Linked DNA regions of Anser cygnoides: all the other regions are linked to region 1. A link is a contact called in public Hi-C data. All regions are on one chromosome and are shown on one strand. The core of a region is the stretch at or near the end of the contact, and the rest is flanking DNA. Distances in the headings are between cores, read along the strand shown.

Evidence for each region. A called contact is a pair of places that touch in the nucleus more often than the background predicts.
Region 2: a Hi-C map of liver shows a contact between it and region 1, with 5 times the contacts expected there. The contact joins two enhancer-like sites. A contact is called at or near these places in 2 of 7 Hi-C or Micro-C datasets (both in liver).
Region 3: a contact with region 1 is called in a Hi-C map of liver, with 4 times the contacts expected there. The contact joins two enhancer-like sites. A contact is called at or near these places in 2 of 7 Hi-C or Micro-C datasets (both in liver).
Region 4: a Hi-C map of liver shows a contact between it and region 1, with 2.6 times the contacts expected there. The contact joins two enhancer-like sites. A contact is called at or near these places in 2 of 7 Hi-C or Micro-C datasets (both in liver).

The regions. Positions count from the first base shown.
Region 1 is chr2:139,856,344-139,862,218 of Taihu_goose_T2T_genome, reverse strand. All of the region lies in intron 1 of SDC2 (syndecan 2), which reads right to left. Among named protein-coding and RNA genes, the nearest start is that of SDC2, 14 kb to the right of the region's middle. Within about 2 kb of position 2,523, at least 1 of the 3 cell types and tissues checked has open chromatin away from gene starts, as enhancers often do. A contact at or near this core is called in liver, where this site is marked.
Region 2 is chr2:140,059,858-140,065,475 of Taihu_goose_T2T_genome, reverse strand. All of the region lies in intron 6 of CPQ (carboxypeptidase Q), which reads right to left. Among named protein-coding and RNA genes, the nearest start is that of CPQ, 140 kb to the right of the region's middle. Within about 2 kb of position 2,500, at least 2 of the 3 cell types and tissues checked have open chromatin away from gene starts, as enhancers often do. A contact at or near this core is called in liver, where this site is marked.
Region 3 is chr2:140,094,269-140,099,714 of Taihu_goose_T2T_genome, reverse strand. CPQ (carboxypeptidase Q) reads right to left here. Exons shown (of 8, transcript XR_010828728.1): 8 at 1-696. Among named protein-coding and RNA genes, the nearest start is that of MTDH, 110 kb to the left of the region's middle. Within about 2 kb of position 2,759, at least 2 of the 3 cell types and tissues checked have open chromatin away from gene starts, as enhancers often do. A contact at or near this core is called in liver, where this site is marked.
Region 4 is chr2:140,034,382-140,040,460 of Taihu_goose_T2T_genome, reverse strand. The region is part of intron 6 of CPQ (carboxypeptidase Q); the gene reads right to left. Among named protein-coding and RNA genes, the nearest start is that of CPQ, 120 kb to the right of the region's middle. Within about 2 kb of position 2,515, at least 1 of the 3 cell types and tissues checked has open chromatin away from gene starts, as enhancers often do. A contact at or near this core is called in liver, where this site is marked.

The DNA.
Region 1 (5,875 bases), core at 1,274-3,773:
GCTTGTCATCCACTGATGCTAAAGCTGAACCAGCAGTCCCACTGAACTTTATTTTAATACTGCCTTCCTCCTTTCCCCTCCACAAAGCCTAGTTCTGAAAAAATACCTGTCAATTCTGGATGCTTAAACTTAAGAGGTGAGTATATTGACATTTAAAAGCAGACTTTAACGAGTAAAAAATGTGTTCAGGAACTGAGCCCTGTGACATGCATAATATCCATCTGAATTCCAGCAAAGAAAATCACAGCGCAGCTTGAATAGATGCTCCATTTCAATCCTCCCTGCAAAGCAAATGAATTCACATCTCTAAGAGGATTTCTCCCAAAGAAATACCCCCTTTCTGAGTGCTGGGAGAGTGCAAGATCCCTGTATCTCCATCCAGGCTCAGTGACGAGCACTGAAAAGGGGAAATTCCAACCTCAGGCAAAAAGCAGCAGGTGGGAAGGACCTTGCTTAATGCAGAGCTGTGCAGGGAAGGAAGGGGAGAGAGACCTTCCTAGCTGAAGCTGCCTCCTGGAGAACCTCATTTATCAGGCATTAATGACTGATATTTAGCAGCTAATAAATATTTATTAGGTGAAAGCTAAATAAGTTTTAATAGCTCATATAATTATAAAATATTACCTAATTTTCATCATATAAGCAGGAGCATTATAACCATATGCACTGTGATGCGTTGCCTTAAACTTGGCTAATTCATATACTGAAAGGCATGAATCACATAGATTTCCAAAGACACACCGATAAAATACAGGTACTTTACTAGAAGCATACGTGAGCTTAACAAGGCAGTAACTTATTTGTTGTTGTTCCTGTAAGAGCTAGAGATCTCTTACGTTGTGCTGAAGTATTGACAGAGCAGCCTTATCTATGTATTTCCACATCAGTTCAGATACTCCAAGTGGTATTTCTGGTTTATTTCCTCCACAAACAGCCTGCTCTGACCTACCACCCTGCCCCAGTTCTCCTAGAGAAGGTGGCCCTCTGCTTTCTCAAGAGCAGCCGCAGCAGCAGACACACCTCCACTTCCCCGAGCGCCGCCGATAAATCCACCGCTGCCTTCTCACTCATCTTTCACGAGATTACTTGCAACAATGCCATGCTCCCCAGACCAAGCATCATTTCAGAGGAGGTGAGCAGCTCGGGTTTGGGTAAGAGGAGGCAAGTCCTTCACCTCCAGCTCCCACACATGCCCAGGGTACCCGAGGGTGCCAGGTACCCACTCGCTCCCCATCAGTGCTTTGCGTGGCCCCTGGACAGAGCACAGCACAGAACTGATTGCATCAACACCCTCCATGTACCAAAAGACAACAACAGCAACAAAAAAAGAATAAAAACAGAAGTAGAAGGAATCAAAAGTTATGGTTACAGCAGTTTTTCTTCATTTTTTCCATCCTTCCAGGGAAAGCTGCCTCTCTCCCGTCCATTGCTGCAGCCACTTCCAACACGTGAGTAACTTTCCTGGAGTGATACCACTTGGTTGTGAGCAGTCACCAGATGAAAGATTTTCAGCACATGAAGTCATGCTGTGGCTCTCCTCTCTCCCTGTGTCCCACAGCCTGACTTCCTCAATGCCCTCCATACCCACAGGAGATCAGCAGCAGCAATACAGCAGTACTCCATCTCCTAAATTCTCAGCAGGGAAATGGTTAGGGTTATTTTTGTTTGTTTGTTAGCTCAGGACAGATCCCTCTGCGCTGAAAATACAAATGCCCAAATATATTCTGTTAGCAACAGTTTCAGCTGAGGTCACAAATAAACAGAAGTCGGCACTCAGCTACGTTTTCTTCCATAGGAAGTGCCAAGAAACCACCACCGGAGTTCTGGGCTACTTCATCCTAACTTGTGCTCATTATACTAGAAACACAGTGTATTTACAGTGGAGCAATCCAGACCTTTATCACAGAACTAAAAAAAGTAATTTTAAGTTCATGAAATATGAAAAAAATTACAAGAATACTTGACGTGATGTCTGTGGTATTTTCAGAGACTGGCTGTAATTACAAGCACGCTAAGGAGGGTACGAAGGGACAGATCCATGGATGTTTTCAAAATTGGGCTCCTTACCAAAATACATATTTACTTGTTTGACCATGATGCTGCCAGAAGAGACACACTGTTCTTTCAGAAAACATCACCCATTGCACAACTTTCCCCAAAATACACTTTCTTTTACTTTTGTGCACACCTTACCATACAACAAACACAAGCATCTAAAATACAAGAAAACAGACTGGGATTCACAAACCACCAGAGTTTCCTAATCACGGGGTTCTTCTCCCAGCATCAGAAAAAATAAATCCTGCGCTGCTTGGCATGCCAACATATTATTTTAAATAAGTAGGAAGGCTGAATGAAAGTCCCCCTTCATCTCCCAAACCTCAAGAGAAAATGAAGGAGTTATTTCCAGAGCACGTACTCAATGACCACCCAGCAACGCGTATTCATTTTGGTCAGGCTTCACAAGTCCCACACCACACCTAATGAACGCGCTGCCTTCTGATGCCTCTTCCACCGCCAGCATGAGAGGATTAAAAATACATATGGAAAAAGAAAACAAAACAGCCCTGAAAAATTCTTGTATGAATGCCTCTCCCTTTAATTTCCCTGGTGTTTGTTCCTGTTCCCTTGGAGGAAGCTGTCACCTCAAGCGAGAGGTCTGCCTTACTGTTTCAGCAGCTACTTGTGTTGTAAGGAAAATAAATAAATAAATAAAATAAACGAAAATGGGATTTTTTAAAGGGGAAACGTGTGGGATGTCTGCTGCAGGAGCAGGCACTTGGCACACCCGATCTGTCCCCACTGGCAGAGTTCGGCCTATGCAGTCCAACTATCGAAGCCTGGGTGCAACCATGTCTGTTGTGGCCTACACCACTTAGTCTTCTGCGCGAGGGATACTTGTTATCGGGTTACCTATTTCTCCAGACACTGGCAGAATAAAAATCATGAGACAGAAAAGCTCTTAGTCAGTCGTTCATGCTTCCTCACTGCTGAGCGGTTTCTTCGCTTCAACAAGCGCATCTTCCAACATGGTCTCTGCACAGCAAGTCCAAGCTAGGCGCAACTTAGGAACAATAAAAGGATAAAGCAAATGCTTCGAAATAACCAAACAGCTGACAGCTGGGAAATACAGAGCTCATGTTCTACCCGTACCTTAACTCTCGTCCCATTTCTTTGGGACCTATCAGCGCTGCTCAGCGCGTACTCTCAGCTCTGGAAACATTTCACATTGCTGACCACAAATGAAGTGACACAGATGTGCTTTTCCATACGCTGGCTGCAGAAGGCTCTGTGGCCAGGGAAAGGCGAGGTTTCCAGTCATGGCTGGAGGCCAGGGGGATGGGGCAGCCATGCAGAGGGCGCTGGTGGTGGGGCTAGGGCCTCCTGCACAGCCCTGCAGCTGGGACCTGCCCGCCCGCCCCACCTTCCTCAGGCTTTCAAGTTACTGTTGGACCACCTCTTAAATATGTATCACACCCCTGTGAGTCAAGTTTCAAGTTGATTTCCCCCCCTCACCCCCCCCCCCCAAGTCCTTTTGCTCCTTGTTCTTGCCTATCCTAACCAGAAAGGGGATGGGGCAGGTGGCTTGCAACAGGTGAAGTTACACCTCCACGCAGTGAGGCTCAGCAATCAGATCAGCCTTGGCCTTGTCTTCCATGATTTTTAAATCTCTCACCCCTGCTGCCTTTGCAGACTCCAGCTTCCCAGTTCAACCTCCTGTTTTCTGATACTGTTGTGACAGAGCCTCTGCAGAGGCAGACCTGGGAAGATAGCCCTTTGCCTTGAAGGAAATCCACCTTACTGCTCTAGCACCACCCCCCCAAAAAAAATAAAGCCCAGGACTAGTTTTCTTTGAGGAGGAACCTGCTAAGAAAGGCTCTGTATCAGAGGATGACTCCTAAAACTTTAGTCACAACCCCAAACCAGTAATTTCTCATGGTCTTCATTTATTTCACTCTTTCGCATAAAGCTCTTCCCCACAAGCTTGCCCTTCATAACTGGAAACAAACTGACCCCAAAACCTGGGAAGGTATTTTTGTTTTTTCCTGTGGGTATCTTACCCACAGGAGACTTTAAAAAAAAAAAAAAAAGTAGGTATTATTAGATGGGAGGTATAAATAGAGCCTAGGGGGGGCTCTTACAGCCCGTTCCTTGAACACGCTTCTCCCCAGCAGCAGCACACCGATGCTATTTCAGGTAGCACCTCCCATTCTTCACCCCTGGATTGCTGATAAAGTGTGGCAGCTTAAGTAGCCGAAGAAAGAAATGGTTACTTAAGGGCAGGCCTAGATACTGATTTAAAATAATAGGTTGGCATGCCAAGCAGAGCAGGATTTATGTTTTGTGATGCTGGGAGAAGAACCCCATGATTAGGAAACTCTGGCATAAATACTTCAGGGCAAGCATAAAGAGAGCACGTGTACGCGGCCCAGGGATAGCGATGCTCGGTTTTCCCCTCTGGCATCCACGGAAAGAGATTACCCCTCCAGTATTTCATTAGTGAACGGCGCTAAGTGATCCAGCAACTTGTGGAAAGAGTAAGAGCGCTGAGGTTAACGTCTTTGGTGAGGCTTTGTCTCAGGGTTTGGGAGATTTTGTTTCAATGCAGCATGGGGAAAGCAGCTGTCACCTTGATTAGAGTCCCCTCGTAACCGGACACTTCTCAAACTAATCCCAGCTCCTGCGGGCTCCCTGCTGTTTGGGCGAGCGGTTACTGATGGCTTCAAAAGCCAAGGAGCTTGCACACAGGGATGCTGAGGTCCCAGAAGAGCACGGGCTCGCTGCGCCTGCCGCCCCGTCCTGCCCTGTGCCCGCTGGAGCACAACCCAGCTTCCAGGAGAACCCAAAGGCAGCGAGGACCGCCATGCACAACGCTTGGCTCCACACGCTCGCTTTCCAAAAAGCAGAGGGGATGAGGGATACGGTGCTCAAATCATCCACGTCTGCTTAAATGCTTGACTCGCGTGCTGCCAGACACAGCTGGCCGGCCAGAGGTGGAGCAGCACAGCGACTCCTCCGCCCCACACCAGCCACCTCCAGCTTTTCCTTGCATTATGGTCTGGCCGGGATGCACCAGCCGCTCCGAATCGCTCCCCACAGGGGCCTCTGTCATCCCCTGTCCCCTCCTTGCTCCCCCTTTATCACCAGCAGCCACCCTCAGCCGAGCCAGCAGACGGATTCCCGGTGGTGGGCGAACGACCAGAGCAGACCCAACTTTTCATTTACCTCGTTTTCTGCTCTTGGATCCTGTGCTTGCAACATGAGACCAGAGAGCAGTGCCAATACTAGCAGTTACCTGGCTTGCTTGACAGCGCGAAAGCAGCAGGGAGGAAAAAAATAGAATAAATAAATCAGTCTAATGAGGCTGGAAGCACAAGAGATTGTAGAGGAAAAGAGCAAATAAGGAACTTAAGACACAAATTACAATTAAGCGCACTACAGTTACTGTGTTCCGAGCAGCGTTGCTCAGACATACCATTACCACGAGTCAAATAACCATACTGAACAAAAGGCTGCGTTTCTGGTAGGAAACCAGTAGTCTTACCACAACACTGCAGTGATAATGGCATGAGAAAACGTGTGAGTGACAGGTGAGACAGAATTTAAAAGCCCTCGGTTCAGGTTGCTTTGTTTGTTTTTATCTTATGATAAAAACAGCCTACACCTACACAGCCAATAACAAGGAAAACCTGAGCTCTATTGCAGTATGTGGTGTTGTACCACTGTTGAAAAATAGGAGATTTCCCTCCCCCCCCCATTTTCTTTTGAAGATGAAAGCCCATTAAGACATAGTGTCGTCACTTCTGCTTTGATTTATCCCAAGGAAAGTCAAAGAACTCGTGCTATATCCTTTAACAGAAAAATTTACATAGCT
Region 2 (5,618 bases), core at 1,251-3,750, 200 kb before region 1:
GCTGCAGCAGCGGTGCCCTGCCTTTCCTCTTCGACCTTCTTCATACTGTTGATGCTTTCATATGTTTTTAGCATACACTACCTCAGCAGTTTTTTCCAATCTGAAGAGTCCTCATACACAGAAACCACTAATACCTCTGAGGATGCAGGCTGCCGTGACTCTTCTTGTCCCTCTTCTCATCCTGCTTCATCATTCCTGTGACGAGAAGCCCAAAACTGCCTACAAAAGTCAGTGCGATGTAACTGCAGCGTCCCACAACACAGACCCCTTGATATTTTCCGCCGATTCTCCACCTGCAGCACACAGCTCAGTGCTTCTCACTGTGCCTGGCTACTGAACTGACAATTCAGACGATTATCTTGATTTGATTTTGCAGATCTGAAAATAACTAATCTGGATCCTGTTTTCATGTATGCACAGCACATGCGTAACAAACCGCACTACTCTGCGTTTGGTGGCACTGAAATGCCACTGGGTGTTTTATCACTTAAGAACTTCCTATTACAAGATCACTGTCACATTTTCACAGCTTCAGTTTGTACGTGAAACATTTGGAGTAGGCACCAGTAAATTTTGCCAACTTGCTATTCGCTCCATTTGTGGCTAACATTGAGCTAGGCGATCACCCAAAGTTTTCCGAAAATGTTGCTGGGCAGCCTAACAGAGCTCTTTCTCCATTCTGAAAACTGACATTTTATTTCTACCTCCTTTCAGTCAGATATTACTCTGCAAGAGGGAAATACCTCTTACCTCCCAGTAATTTATTTCTCTAAAGGTCTTTGATGCTGGGGCTTTTGAGAACTGAACTGTACTTTGCTGACCAGATCCAATTACAAAAATGGGTATAAACTCCTCCGAAAAAGCTTTACTAGACGGGTGAGTCATGACTTCTTTCTTCATAAGCCACACTGACCGTTCTACTACTTTCGTATTTTTTTGTCCTTGGAGTCCTTATAGAATCACACATCCACAGAATGGCTCAGGTTGGAAGGGACCTTAAAGATCATCTAATTCCAACCCCCTGCCATGGGCAGGGACACCTCCCACCAGCCCAGGTTGCCCAAAGCCCCATCCAGCCTGGCCTTGAGCACCTCCAGGGATGGGGCATCCACAGCTTCTCTGGGCAGCCTGTGCCAGGGCCTCACCGCCCTCTGAGTGAAGATTTTCCTCCCAAACTCTAATCTAAATCTCCCCTCGTCTCGTTTAAAACCATTCCCCCTTGTCCTATCCCTACACCCCCAGACAAAGAGTCCCTCCCCAGCTTTCCTGTAGCCCCCTTTAGGCACTGGAAGGCCGCTGTAAGGTCTGCCCTTCTGGTTTGTCACCCCCCTGCTCAATGACTCACAGATCCTTACGTAGACAGGGCACTTCAGTTTGGGATTATATACCTGTATTAACTGTAGGTATCTATTCTGTATATTTTAATACAGCTTATTTCATTCCTGCTTTCTTTAAAATGAGGTATGTGACTACATATATTATGTAGAGACTACTTAAAGCTGATATTTTTAAATTGGTTGTTGAATTTATAAATCTTTTACATTTTGCATTCTCTTTTAAACACTGCTTAAGATGGATGAAAGTCACTGCAAAATTGACAGTTTCTCTAATCTAGGATTCATCTTCATGCACTTATTTGTGCCTCAGTTCTGCGAAGCAGTTGAAGTTTGAGCATGCGATTTACTGATTAGCCTTTAAACGTCACACACGAGGGTCAAGCGAAGTGCTTAGTGAGACTGAGACCCACGTGAACCATCTTTCCTAACCACATGCATTTCTCAAAATCTCTATACCCGCTGTGCAACTGCACCATGTAGCCGATGCCACAAACCTGCTTAGAAACCCAAAGCATTAAAGTCCTTTCTTCGCCACCCTCTGCTAGCCACGGAGCTTGCTGTCAGAGCTCAGCAGTAGACACTTGTTGCACGGAGAAACTCTGTGCTACCGACCTCTGAACATCCCCAGACGATCAGGGGAGATACGCACGCCCCCAGATGGCCTGAACCTCTGATGTGGGGGGCTGGATCCAGGGGAATGAGCTGTGCATCAGCGTTTTTGCAGCATATGTGTCTGCAGGAATCATCTATACTCACATTTGCAATCAGTTCAGGAAGCTTCCCTGTATTTCACATTTAACGGAGGTATTTCCTAAGCCAAATTTGCAGCTCAATTTAATGCAAGCCTTTAGGTCTGCCTTCCCAGAGGAGGCATCATATTCAGAGGAAACGTGCAGCTTTCCATTGAAGTTCCCTGCGGGCTCTAACCTGCCCCGGACACGAACACAACTGGATGCTTGATCACAAACTTCCTGCAGGGTCTCTCTAGCAATTTGCTACCTCCTAGAAAAGTTCATGGCACATGGCTTAGCAGAGCTCTGATCTGTCCAGATGATGACCAAAGCCGGTTAATGACTATCCTGGTGGTGAACTAGTTATGAAGAAAAATGGCCAACCCTACTGTAAGGAAAACACACCCTAAGCAAACTACAAGCTGGTTATATTTTATACAGCACAAAAAAACTGTGTATTTATACTATCACACCAGCAGGACAAGCAGTGTTTTTTGCTGCCTCTCTGCTGTCATACCCCATTGAGACTCTGAACACTTGAAGGGGATGGTGGATTTCATCTGCAGGACCACGAGACAAGGCTGGTAGAATACTATGACTATGACAACTCTTAACTGTGACAACACTTAATACTTAAAACTATGACTATGACAACACTTAACATGACTATGACATACTTAATATTATCTATTGTTATGCTGATTAATGCATACTAAGCTACAGTACATACTAAAGCAATATAGGCTATTTCCTAATAAATGTTAGATGCTCCAGATATTGGTGATGAAATCCCTCTTTCATTTGATCTACAAACCCGTGTATATCTAACTAGTTCATTATTAATAGAAAAACAGAGAGGTACTTGAAACAAAGTTCAGATCTGATCTTATCGCAAGGTTCAGGGTTGTTCAGATCTGGGGTTTTGTGCCATTTCTAAACCAAAGCCCTACTAATTCTCCCTATTCTGATACACACATGGCATTGTTCCACGGGCTGTGAACACCAAGAACCAGGAAAGAAAAAAAACACACTCCTGAAACTAATGTTTTTATGTTCTTGACCAATAATTTTCCTATTTTTCTCAGAAAAGCTACAAAGAAACAACATATTTTAAAAACAAAATAAAAAAAGAATCCAGGTATAGTTAAGACACATGCTGCAACACTGTTGGCTGCAGTTTCAAAATCTCTCTGTTTTCATGTTTCATGGAGTGACACAGGGCTTCACTCAGAAAAGACACGGAGAAATTCAAGGATATTTGTCCTTTAAGGGGGGGAACAAAGAAATTCCTTCCACCTGCTCAGGCTCTGCAGCATATCACTAGCTGAATGTGGCCGCTGATTAATCCACACAGCACTACTAATATAAGAAAAACAAAGGGTAAATAAAGCAATGTCCCTACCTAGTATGATTCTTTATTCCTGCAAGTCTGAGTTGATGTGACAGCTGGTTTACCATGGCATAAACAGGCTGAGTCATTTGTCACAATGCAAATATATTAAGAGTAAAAGATAAGTCATGAAGCTCAGAGAGATCCCTAAGAGATACTGACAATTAATTTTAAGTTGAAAGGTTGCTTCCTTTTGTTGACAGAAACTCAATCACAGCAGTAAATGAAAATATCATTTGCCTAAAGATAGGTGTACTGTATTCATGTTACCATGCCCAGAACATGCTGGACCTACCTTTTTTTTTTCTTATTAATTTGTTATTTTAAAAAAGAAAACTGGTTGGGTGAAACTGTACAGAAGCAGAAGATGGCACTCGTGTATCCTGCCACCCCTGCATGCTGAGCTGTGAGTCCACCTTGGAAAATCTTCCTCCAGATACAATCTAATTATCTCCATCGCAATTATACTATTGCGCAAATCAAGAATCAATACATATTTTTCACCATTTGGGAATAAAAATGTCCAAGATCCCATTTTAAATTACACGCTAACGTTCCTTGGTGCAGCTTTTACAGAAATTTCATGCGTAGCTCCAAATGGCACGATGTTTTACATGTGATGCAATAAATGTAGCTAATCTGATAACAGTGACACTCTGTGCAATGCTAAGTAAACGAACCTTTATTACTTTAAACACTCCCTGGCACCCTTCTGATATACCGTGACGGTGCTAAAGCTTAGAGCAGTGTTTACAGCTGTATAAATCAAAGACACTTGGACTTGAGTTTAAGACAAAGAAATCAAGGGCAAGTGCCCTCTTGTAAAGCTTTTTATGGGGTTGCTTTCAAAAACCATCCACAGCCCGATGCAGAAGGGAAAAAGAGCCAGTGATTGGGAGCAGCCCAGAACAAGTGATGTGACCTATGCAAGATTATTATAAAACGTTTAGAATTATTTTAATGGAGAAAGCTGTATTACACTCCATTAAAAAATCTTAATCTCTGCATTGCTGTACTTGCCTTTCACAGGAGAGAAAGTGCAACTTTCAGTGCAACTTTTCATAACCAGAATCCAATTTGACAGACAGCTGGGACATTAAACCCAGATTTGATGGATTTAGATCCCTATCCTCACCTACTTACCTTGATTTTGATTACACTTCTTAAATCGATGAAAAGGTTTGCTATTCTAATTTCACCATTAAGAAAAGGCTGAGAATATAGATAACATTACGGTCTACCAAAACGTGCCAAACATTCACGTTTCCTTGGAAAAGAGCAGATATGAGTAAGGCATTTGGTTCCTCTCAAATCCATGCAGTGAAGACATATTTTGACACAGCAAGCACATACACATATACCAACCCACACATAATTAAAAACCTTTCAGGAGCCGAGAATGCTAAATCTGTATCTTGCTATAAACTCAAAGGACTGGAAAGACTACTCAGCCAAGCTAGAACTAAAGGTGTTACTTAAAAATAACATCTGAATGAAAAAGTTTTAATGCTCTTGCCAATATTTATTTTACTTTTACACCCTCTCTTTAAAACTGTCAGGCATTTGATAACAAAAAAAAAAAAAAAAAGAAAGAAAGAAAGAAAGAAAGAAAGAAAAAAAAAAAAGGTTGATTTTTGTCTCTTTAGGATCTGTAGTTGCAAAATCATTTTTGAAAAATAGTTTTGCCTGATTATTGCTTGAATACTTTCTATTTCCCACTCCTACAAGGACTGACATAGAAGAAAAAAGGTAGGTCTCATTAGTCCTGTGTAGCCCAAGCTCAACCTCAGCTAGTATCAGATTCCTCAGAAGAGGTGAAAAAAAAATGCCATCTTTTCAAAAATGCAGCCATTGAAATCACAACGCATTGACTGAAGAACGGGAAACTTTCTGCTGTCACATATTCTTTTCAGGGTCAAAAAATACACAAGGAAGATTTGAAATGAGTAGCTCATTGCAGGTGAGTACAGTCGCATTGTTCTGGGCTGACAGACTGCAATCGCTTCCCTCCGATGCCAGCAGGGTCCAGAACTGGGACTCCAAATGTGGCTCAGGGTTTTAAAAACCACACCGTAGCTGAGAAGGCAATAATAATTATTTCAATAATTAGATTCTGTCTTGCGCTGTGTACCAAGAGCCCAAGGCTTAACTGGAATTAGA
Region 3 (5,446 bases), core at 1,510-4,009, 240 kb before region 1:
TAGCTGTCAGACGTCAGGACTACCGGCGTAACTCACCAGGCCATAGTCTCCTGCCTGCTACTCATTCAGTAGCACACAAGGGGCTAGCATTCATGCCCAGAGAGAGAAAAGAGAGTTTGAGCGACGTGAAGGTGTAGGTGCTGCTCAGTCCTGCAGTTCATAAGCTGAACTGGGTAAATTTGCAGACTTTTGCTGAGAAAGATTGAAGGGGATGCGAAGCAACCATGGTGTCATCTACTGCAGAAACCTCATGCATGACTTTACCCTAATTTAAATGACATCCATGTGAGGAACGGTGCTGTCTTTGATTTACTGAGGTGGGCAAACATAAAAAAGCTCCTCAGAGCTTCCAGTAATGCTCTGCTTCATGTGGATGCTGTCCCCGGGCTGAGGAACATCTCACAAGGGAAGCCGCAGGAGATGTGGTGTCCAGTGCTGCATGGTGCAGGCCACACATTGACCTCTGCAGATAAAAAAAATGTGGAGTAGCTGCTCGTTCAGGAAGAGTTATTCCTCTGCAGAGGACCAGGTGGGGACGCAGGGGGTGTGCAGTGGGGTAACAGAGGAGGGCGGCCCTGCTGGTGTAGGCCGGGAGGAGCTGTGGTTTCCATACCATCCTGACATCTCAGGCCTCTCCTGACTCCAGGTGCTGGTCTCTCACCCTTCAGGTTCTCAGAACATCAGATGTGGTTGGAGCTGAAAAAAAACCAAACAAACAAGTTTAAAAAAAAAGTTGTCTTTTGCATGTCTTTGCCACTGCTGATGTAGAGCACAGCACTGCTAATGTTCATCTTTCGCCACGTTGCCAGTTCACATCGGCATGCCACATTTTTCTTTCTGAGCTGTGTGACTCCATGCTGCCTTCCCAGAGCTTGTGCTGATTTTCTGGTCTTATCCTACTGCGCAGACCTCTGATTTAGACCCATCCTTGCTTGCTTAATGTTGGCAGCCCTAAAAGGCTGGCCCAGGTTTTTGAGCAACACATTCATTCTCATGCACGCACTGCACTGAACTTTCCAAGCCATCCCTTTAAAAACTCGCCCTGCAGAGCAAGGACAAGTGGCCAGAGATGAGGAAACCTTCAATCCTCTGTTTCCTCCTCCCGCTCCTCTTTAAGTCAATATCAGAAGGGAAATGGGCCAAAGCTTGAAGCTTTTAATGTGAATGAGGCACTTTGATATTGCTGGCAAGGGAGCCGATCGGACAAGCTTCGCTATTCTTAATTCTGGAAAACAACGGAGCAGTATGGTATCACACCCTGCCTCAGGCGAGGCCAGCTCAGATCAAGCAGGAAACCAAATGTTGATGTTTCAGAGATTTCTTAGCTCTGAGGTACTCTAACACACTGAAATGGTTGTGCCCCAGAAATGGGATTCAATGCGCTCGCTATTTTCTCACACTGCTTGAACACCCACGAGGGGTTCCCATGAATGCCTGCCTGCAAGCAGGCAGGGGGTTGCTGATGCCATAATTATCTTGAAATGGCTGCATTGCTTTTTTTATTGGATTAGCATTAAAAGCCCAAATATGAGCTTTCTGTGGGATGCTTCTGTGTAATTAGATGCTAGAAGACATGTAAATGTATATCTGCCGGGGCAGGAGCTAACTCAATCCGTCATTTATAAGCAAGCAACAGGGTCGCTTTGTTGTCCCGGGATTGCACAGTGTCACCAAGCGAGCCCTAAGCTGGGTCTTGGGGCTGCCAGTGAGCACAGGTCCATTTAGGGTCACTTATGACAGGGGCTGAACACAGGATAAATACCCATCTGACAAAAGCCATGTTTGAAAATATGTTTATTGTGTCAGATTTCATGAGCAGTAGCTATTTCTCCATTCAAGCTGAATGATAGCATTCAGCTTGCACACTTACTCATCCTGACAGCTAACAAGATAAACATGTCAGCGTGTGATTTGCCAAATATTTTCCCGTGGAATTCAGGCAGGAGTTGCCAAAGGAGCTGGCTTTTGGCAGGGGATCGCTGCACTCCAGCATACACACACGCAGCATGCATGGCAAGCAAAACACGCACCACCAAATCCACTAGGGATGTTTTCCTGGTGCACTTCGACTCTGCCCACCATGGCACTCTCCTGACCCATTATAAAGCTCCAGAAATCCTGATTTTGCTGCACAGAAAAATTGCACGGGGAAGATCTGCTGTTCCTGCAGGTTTAGCAGGTGCCAGGAGCTGGACAATGTTCATTATACCTTGGCAGCAGAGGCTTCAAAGGGCAGCGCTGGCAAGTCCCGAATTGGCTTTGCCTTTCATTGCAGGGCAGTTCTTCCCGGAGACTGAGCTGGCGACCTTTATCAGAGCGAGTTTTATTTACAGATTGGGAAATGGCAGAATGTCCTTTAAGATGAAAGAAATCAAAACACAAGAGAAAAGAAAGATTTTGCAGGAGCAAAAGCTCTGACAGGAGATCTGTTTGGAGAAGTCTGTATAAACAGACCTGTTGGGCTGATATCTCATATTTTAGCCACAGCTCGTTGGAGCCTTTAGGTTGATAATGAAGGGACTTTTAGGCTTTGGACTCCCCAGTGCATCTGTCTTTTAATAATAATGCAGCTATTTCCTCACACACTTTCAGCTGACTACAGTGCACTTGTCCCATCCGCTTGGTTTTGTGTTCCCTCTCTGCTCTGTTACCAGCACGTAACACTCACTGCCTCAGTATTTTTTACCTTGAAGATGCTCAGAAGTGTTTTGCAGCCTCCTGGCCTCTTCCAGGTGTCTATTCCCACCTATGAATGAAGACTGATTCCTCCATTGCTAATAAGAGCCTTTGCGTGAAGAACAGAAACATCTCACAGCACAAGGCATGCCAGGGAGCCAACCAGGACCTTGACAGCCCGGCTCATTGCCCCAAATCCCCTTTGCAGCCCAAGCTGTGCCCTAGGTCTCCAACCTGGAAGCTGGGCACTGCAATGCTGCAGTTCCCAGTGAAACCCAGGGGAAGGGCCCACTGCTCTCCCCAGCCAGCGTTGGGGATGCTCAGGAGAGCAGGCTCCCCTCCTCCGCATCCCTCAGGATGTCAGCATGAGGCTAGTGGCAAAAGCTGAGAGGGCTCCAGAAAAGCCCAGGAAAAGGTGTGATATAAGGAGACCTCTTTCTGTACCTGGCTGTGCTAGAGCAAGAGGTTCTCCTCTCCTGAGCCGCCTCCTATAGACAGCACTGGGCTGGTGGGAAAGCCCCTGACTTTCCCTTTCATGCCATACCCTCACAGCAACTCGCTATGTTTTAAGCCGAATCTACTGCACCAAAACTTTTACTTAAAGATATTTAAGTAGCAGCACACAACTCTGTGTTATACCAAGGGTAACAAGGGTAAATTATGATTCACTTAAAGCTCAACTCTTCTCAAGATGCAAATCTCCTATAAGTGCTGCTGCTGGTCAACAACGGATCCACCTTTCAGGCAACCCACAGACATGGAGCCATCCATATTAGTCACGTAACAGTGAAGGTTCCTGCCATCCTATAAACACGAAATAAAGACAGTTTGCATTTCTACAAATTCTACATGACTTGAGCCTGATAACTCAACTGGGAGGTGTCCCCCATTAAGGCAGACAGGAATTCAGGTCAACCAGTTGCCCGTGGCCACGCAGGAGAGAATGGAGCAGAGGTGAACAGGGGATTCCTGGCCACCAGGCTGAGCTCTCCACCTATGTCTCCCTCCACCTCCAATGGACCATCCATACTGAGAAAATATCAGATATCTGGGTGCTAAAGTGCTGGGTGAAATAAGAATGTGGGCAGTCCATAAGGATCTCCTATTTCCCAGTGCTAGTTAGTTTGGTTTTGCTTAGCTTGCTTCTGAAATACTTCATCAGCACTTTAGTGGAAGGCACTTTTCAAAAGAACTCACCCCCCGCTGCACTTGTGACAGTCCTAAAAAGAAACACTGCTCTGATTCCTTGCTTGTACGGCTTCCCTCCAACCCATGCTGTGTCCCACCCATCAGCTCAAGTTCTTGCCACCCTACCCCAAAGCCACGTCCCCACCCTGACCCGTCTTTGCTGTGGCTGCACAGTAAGAATGCCCCTGCAGTGTCCCAGAGGCCAAACCCAACACATTGTCTTCACCGTGCTCTTGAGGGTATCGTGACAGAATCTGCCCTTTTGGCTTTCCCTTTGCAGACTGCCTGCAGGAAACATGCTCCCTCCACTACCACATGGATGCCCAGGTGATGTTCCCTCCACAGAAGTGATGTGTGAGCTACTACACTGTGGTCACAGCTACAAATCAGAAGATGCCAGAATTGGCTGGCTCAGCAAGGCTACCCACCATCTTCTGGTTTTGACTGATTTGCCAGAAGACAACATATGAAAAGACTGCAGCAACAGCTAGGTTTGCTCATGGACCATTCTTCTGGCTGTACGGCATCTCTGACTCTTATTTCTCCATCCTGGCCTCACCTCCCCATTTCTCGGACCAACTTAAAGACTGATAAACCACAGTGATGTGCATGTGTGCAGGCCCATGCAACAAGAAAAATGTTGTCTTATCTCAAAATAAGGTACTGGTTAGCCTGGTCTTCAGTCCGTATTTGAAATCTAGTTCAGAATATGTGGTTTCATCTCCAAACACCACATTTGCTCCTCTCTGTTGGACAGAATGGCCTCTGTGGGTAGCAGTACTTTTTTGGATAGTGGACATACCCTTGCTCTACGGGCCTCCTTTTCCAGCCCTCCTGTTTCTGACCACTGGTGGTCATGATGGGGAGAGAGAGGTTTCTCCCATCTCCTCCCGGGTGCTGGCTAGAGCAGAGTGAAGACTAAAGCTTAAGCATTGTCTTTGTCCATAAGACCTTCAGGTTGTGCTTCTGCTGCATCCAGTTGAAACCAAAGCTCCGAGGGATGACTGAGCCCCTCAGGCCCTGTCTTGGACCAGCCATAAGGCCAACCGCAGCAGAAAACTGTCACAAGCCCAGGAACTCAAACAATGGAAACATATTGGAATATAGGCAAAGGCAGCAGACTTCCCTGCAGGCTCTATGGTGTGTTTTTAGATGTGGATCTTGGATTTGGGGGCAGGTTTGGGGCTTGCTGGTGCCTGGAAGGGTCAACATGGGCACATCACACACTCACTTGGGTATGGTCTGGCTGAGGCCTTTAGGAACGATCCCCCTTCATGAATTTCTTCTGCTCCAGTGTTTCTCTACAAGGCATCCACATCTCAGAGCAGCTGAAGGCTCTGCCTCTGCTGGTGGTGGTGGGACCAGCCCTTTAGGGACAGAGAGATTGTGACCAGTTCCTCTGCAGAGGACGGGAAGGCAGCTTGTGTCCCTTCCCTGTGTCTTCCATAGGATAAATCAACACTCTGGCTTTTCCTTTGATCCACTGGTATTTCTGAAGGAATTTACACGGCCTTTAATGTGGGCTGTTAAACAGCAAAGGGTTATGAACGGAGGCCACACTTTACCAGAAATCAATAAGTTG
Region 4 (6,079 bases), core at 1,266-3,765, 180 kb before region 1:
ATTCTTGCTCTGGAAGAAAGCTGTTCAATTCTTAGAACGTGCGGGAGTGACACGAAAACAAAATGCTCTTGGGAAAGAAACTTGACTCATTAGGGGACAGAAAAGAAACAGGTCACAACTACTTGAAGTACCATGTGTCCTTGAGAAAGTTTTTTCCCTATTTTGTCTACTGGAAGATAGGATTAATTTTAAATCTATTCACTGTCAAGTATGAAAGTAGGGTATTGCAATTTTAAAAAAAAGGGGGGGGGGGAGTTGCTTTCACTATACCTGCTTTTGTGTATGTGTATTAGCATTTCTACTTATACAGAAAGAAATACACACTGAGAAATATGCTACAGGGAAGATGCATCTTTTGTCCTTTGCGCTTTACGGTGCAGGGATAACTGGCACTTATCAAAGCAGGCTGCGACAGTACAGTGCTCCCTTGGCTAATTCAAGGGAACAGGAGAACAAAACAGGAAGATTTTATAACATAACTGTAGGCTCAGCTGTTTCTTTCATTTTTCCCCATACTGAATGCATCATTTAAACAAGCATTTTAAACTCAGTACACATTTTTTTTTTTTTTTCAGAGAGTAATCCCATTTTCTGCATCCTGGTACTTTGCCACTTCTCTTGGCACATACCAGAAAATTGTATCTCAGTGGCGTAACCTGCTACCTAATTCTCTGAACTTCAAACCAGACTTTTATTCTTTATCTTCTTCTGACTTGGTCACAGAATAGGTCACTTCTCTTTATCTTATCGTGTTTAGCTCCTTGACTAAATATCTAAATGAAACATTACAGTAAATATTGCACAGGAAAATTGGCTTTTTACAGGTTGCTATTTTTATTGAATATGCAAAAAGGCATATATCCTTGCCTATACTTATCCTATTTTTTATTTTCTTTAATTTCTGTTTTAGCTATAAAATGATTTTTTTTTATCTGTCAAGCAAAACCAAAACATAGGTGTTTCTCATCTCTAAGGTAAACACGTGAAAACATGAAACTGCAGTAAGATCCTTTCAATTATGAAAAAAACACCTTGCTATACACATGACAAACAATTACTGGTACTTCTGTTGGTGAGAAATACGTACCATCTACAGTTGATGCTGGGAATGCCAGTCATACAGGTAGCTACTCATTCCCTCAAAATCCCCATAATTCTTACCAGATGTTAAAACTAGACTCCAACATCTCATGACTAACCTGAGTCACTGATGGCAATTCCTCCTACCCAGCTAAAGCAGTGAGATATCTGTAAGGATAAGGGAGGGAACAGCTATCTAAAAGCCTTTGGTAATTTGGGGCTATTTAAAACAGAGTGTTATAACTTGTCCCCATTGCTGGTTTTATTTTTAATTCCACTGAGAAAAATCATCACTTTACAGAAAAAATCCTGAAGTCTTCAATGGCAGAGCACTGTCCTTGACTAATGGTTAATTTGTTCCAGTAATAAGAGACATCAGTTAATCTGACAGTGCATTTTCAGCTTTCTGTTATTGATTTACACCTTAGGAAACACCAACACATGTATTCCAGTATTTGACTCACAGCAGTTTGAAGCCAAATATAGCAAGGCAACGACCATGATGTAAAACTTATGGTGCAACGACAGCCGTCCCGCTTGCATTACTTAGAAGTGTGTTTAAATCGACACCCAAGTTTGTTAGGCTGACAACTTGGACAATGAGAAAGTCAAGAGAAAACACTGTAAACACCTAAGTGGATGTGACAGCTGGAAAAGAAGAAAAAAAAAAAAACAACAGATAATATTCGTAAGGATTTAATAACATAAACATGGTGTAGTGCATTTTTGAGTTGCTGTTTAGGATCAAGATTGTTTAATGAAGCCAACAGCATAAATAAAAATACAGGAAAAAGCAGACCAGCTGTTAGGGAGCAGAGATGCGCCAGCATCCACACGTAATAAACACAGCTATGAGCACAATCATACAGCTCAGACCCTTTTTGAATGAGGACAGGGAAAATCGGGAACACTGAGAGTTAGAAATCTTTGTAAATCACCATGTCTTTCTATGGGAGAAAGCTGCTGTAAGGATGAAGATTAGCACCACTTTTGATAGATGATAAGGTACGAACATGACCCATGCTTTTCCTGCCCCACTTTGTGGGAAAGCTGTCCAGAAAAACAGTCCGAGGATTTTATGGGTTGTTCTCTAGTTTTAGAGTTACAGGGCAGTGACCTCTGAGAAGCCAACAACAAAAGCCCCAGTAACTTCAACAGGCTTGGAGCAGCATTTGGTCATGTACTTATTAGCATTTCACTCACTACAAACATGCTACTAGCACGTCTTGCCCTGTACAATACCGCTGCTGTTTCCTCTGCAACCACTTGCCAGCAGTCACAGAGATCACCATTCAGGACTGTGAGTTCCCAGGGATGATATACAAGAAAAAGTAGGCAGCTCTGAAGACAGCAGCACGCCACGCAAGGTACGCACCAGATTACCTGTAGCCTTGTCTTCAGACTTTTTTTTTCTTTGACAAAGAGGCATGTCAAAGAGAAGCGCTCTTCCTGGAAAACATACCATAACTTAAAGCCTTTTACTGTTCAAATACAGGGGTGTCACACACTCCCTGTGACTCTGAATGACTGATCCCTTTTTGAAAAGTTTCAGGTTTTCATTTAAAACAGGCAACACTGCCAGTATCTTGTAATTAAGGGTTGTGGTTTAAATCAAAGATGATTTTTCCTGATGTATGCATTTTCAGCAAGCAAATGACTACTTGTGTAACTTTCAAGAACAGATTGATTAAAATACATCAGCAACACCTTAGAAGTTAGCACAGCATGCAGATCTTTAATGTTTCTTGTTTTTACACAGAATGCTTTTAGGTTCTGATCTAGATAAGAGGTGAAATGTTAAAAAGAAGAGAGGTCACTGAGGAGAAAGTTCATCATGGTGAGCCAACAGGAGGTGACGGTTTTCTGTGTCCTGCACAGCTGCGGGGAGTTTGGATAGAAGGATCCCAGCTTTCCTACAGCACAACGTCCCAAAGTACTGACGACCTGTGGTTGGTCTGGAATATGAAGACAGAGGAACAGCTATCCTCAAAAGAGGTCTCTCTTTAAGAACTCCAGTCAGCCTTGAACAATGACAGAACTGGCAGAAGGGGTTCCTCCAAGGACTGAATGTTCACTTGGAGGAGGAGAAAGGACACCTACATTGCCAGTTTGGCCTTGGAGGCCATTCCCATACATACTGGGGCTAGCTTCACAGATGAAGCTTACAGATAATAAAGACTTAGTAGGCATGTATGTGTGTGTGTATGTATGTGTATATATGATTCTCTCTCTCTACACTGTTTAAAATTAGTTGTTATATACATTTAATTACTGAATTATTGCTCTCATAAGGCCTAAACAATCCTTTGATGAGCAACATCATTTTTAAGGCAAAGCAAGTGACAGTTGTGGAGGCACTGTACTAAGTAAATATTAAAACAAGTCTACGGACTTCATCTGTTGGCTTGCTGTTCATTTTGTGTACCTGATGTAATACAAGGAGCCTAATGTTTCCTTCTGGACAGTACAGGCAGACACCCCACCAATTCTGAAGTTTCAGACGGCAGCTCTGCTACTTCTATGAGGGAAAGAAAAGGGAGAAAACATACAAAGACAGAAGTTTGCTGAACACTGGACATGTACAAAATTTGCTCAGGTGGAACCAAGATCAGGCAGCCAAGAGACACGCTGCCATGACTGATTCTGTGTCCTCCCTGCTTCAGGCAAGGTAAGGAATCAACAATTCTTTGTGTTTTAGCAAAATCTGATTTTCTCTGCAGTTTTCAGTAGCAGCATGACACTTCTATATTAAGAATTATGAAATCCTGCTGACCTAGAACTGGTATAAAATATAATTGTATAATTATATTAGCTTTCCTGTGGTGAATACAATCAAGGATGCTACTGGCTGTTAACTGAAGTTCTGAAGAATACAGTGCAATTATTTTCTCTTGGTGTTTTGTAACTGAACCCTTCTCTTTTTATTCGTTTCTTCCATTTCTCAACTTGGTGATTCACGGCAGAATGTTAAAATAGCGCTATCAGCCCGATCTCCTACATAGAGATCTCCACATTAGGGTATTTGCCTAAATCAAAATGGAGGACAACAAAATGACAGGGAAGTCAAAGAATTCTCAAAATAAGTACTCAAAAAGCAAGGAGGTTTTGTGACCAAGGGCTTGAGGCTTCAGAGACTCTTTTTTCATTTCTATCTTTCTGCGTCCTGTGCAGTTGTGTTTTTCCCTTTGCTGAAATAAACCTGTATCCATAACTAAAACAAATTGTTTTCTGTTCATTTTCTTGTTTCTCTTCTTTAAACCTTTCTTGCTTTTTAGGCATTGTATTGCACAAATCTAAACTAATAGAACATAGAAAAAAATAACATGGTTATTGTTAATTTGCTAAACACATCCCACATTCATCATGAAAGAAGGCATCCAGAAAGACCAGCAGTGAAACTGGACAAGAAATAATTTCCAAATCCTGAAAAGCTTCAATTATTCTTTTGCATCCTGTTTCAATTCAAATCAAAAAGAAAACCATCAGACTTGCCCACAAAGATCAGGTGGCATTAATGAAGTTTATTATGTGTGGTAGCGTCCACAGGAGGCCTCATGTCCAACAACTCATGGTACTATCTCCAGCACAAACACAACATAAAAAGCTAGTCGTAGACCCAAGAGCCTCCCATGTCTTTTGAAGGTAAGACAAGAGATGGAAATAGAGGAGAGAGAGTAAGGGCACATCAGGACAGCAGTGGTCAAAACAAAAAGCACCAGTTTTAACTTCTGATTACAGAGAATATTTCCCGAGAACAGTTAACAGCCAAATGGTCAACACATTTCACTGGGATAAAAGAATCCATATGCAAGTCCTGGATGTGTTTGGTTCAAATCACTCACAAACACATCTCACATTTCACCAGAGTATTTAGTATCTTGGGAAATAATCAGAATGTTGAAATCCATGAGTTTTCTGAAAACTCCGGTTTTGAGGAGCCAATCTGTTCTGGGGAAGAATTGTTTTACCTGAAAGCGACAATAATTTTTTTGGATATTTGCTTCTTGGAGAAAGTAAGTCGTTAGTAAATTACAGGATAAACCTCGTGTGAGCATCAACAAAGAATATTTATATTAGCAAATTGCAGAAAGTCCTGTTTTTATGCCGACCCAGCTTGGGCAAAATAGCAGACCTTCCAGGTAATAAACACAAAAAGGAAACCATAGAAAACACTGATGATGAATATCTTCCATAAGGTCAAACCTTTCCTAAAGTTAAATGTTAATGTTAAAGCAGTATATGGTATGTGCATGAGGAATTTAGTAAGTACTGTAAACATCATTAAGGCAGCAATAAAAACATGCAGACATATTGTAAGAACGCTTTCTCTAATACAGTTTTAAATAAATTTATAACACATTAATGCCTCCAATGATGGTAACAGAGTTACTAAAGCAAATTTGAATTTGGCTTAGTATCTCTTTATCTGCTAATTACAACACGTATTTGCTTTCCTGGGAGATTGTATTCAATACTTCTATTCCAAAATAATTACCTGCTATTCACAGTCCCTTAATTCAACTGGTTAAAACTGGTAACCTTGTGGTCGTGGTACATGTATCTTTGGCAGAGACCAGTCCAAAGCAATGAAGTGAAGCCAGAACAAAGGGCCAACACCAGTCGCAGCAACTTGCAAGATGAATGCAAGGTGCGCATCTTCGACCTTTCCCTCTGAAAAGCGTAGAGTGACAGATACATTTAAAACAACAAACTGCAGAAGTCTCCACCAAGGCAAGACACTTCATTACATATACTTCCTTCTCCCTTCATGAAGAAAACATAAGAGTAAACGTGTGAAATACTTAAAACCCTACTGGATGGCACTCAGGTGCTGTTGATGAAGGGTGTAGTAGAGTCTGTACAGAAGAGGTGCAATGGGAATCCCTCCAGAATTATTAAACCACCTTCCTGTTTCTTCCATGCAACTTGGAAAGGAAAGTGGCAGTTCCAATATTTCCTATTTTTATAGTTATTTATATTGTCTATACATTAGAGCCCT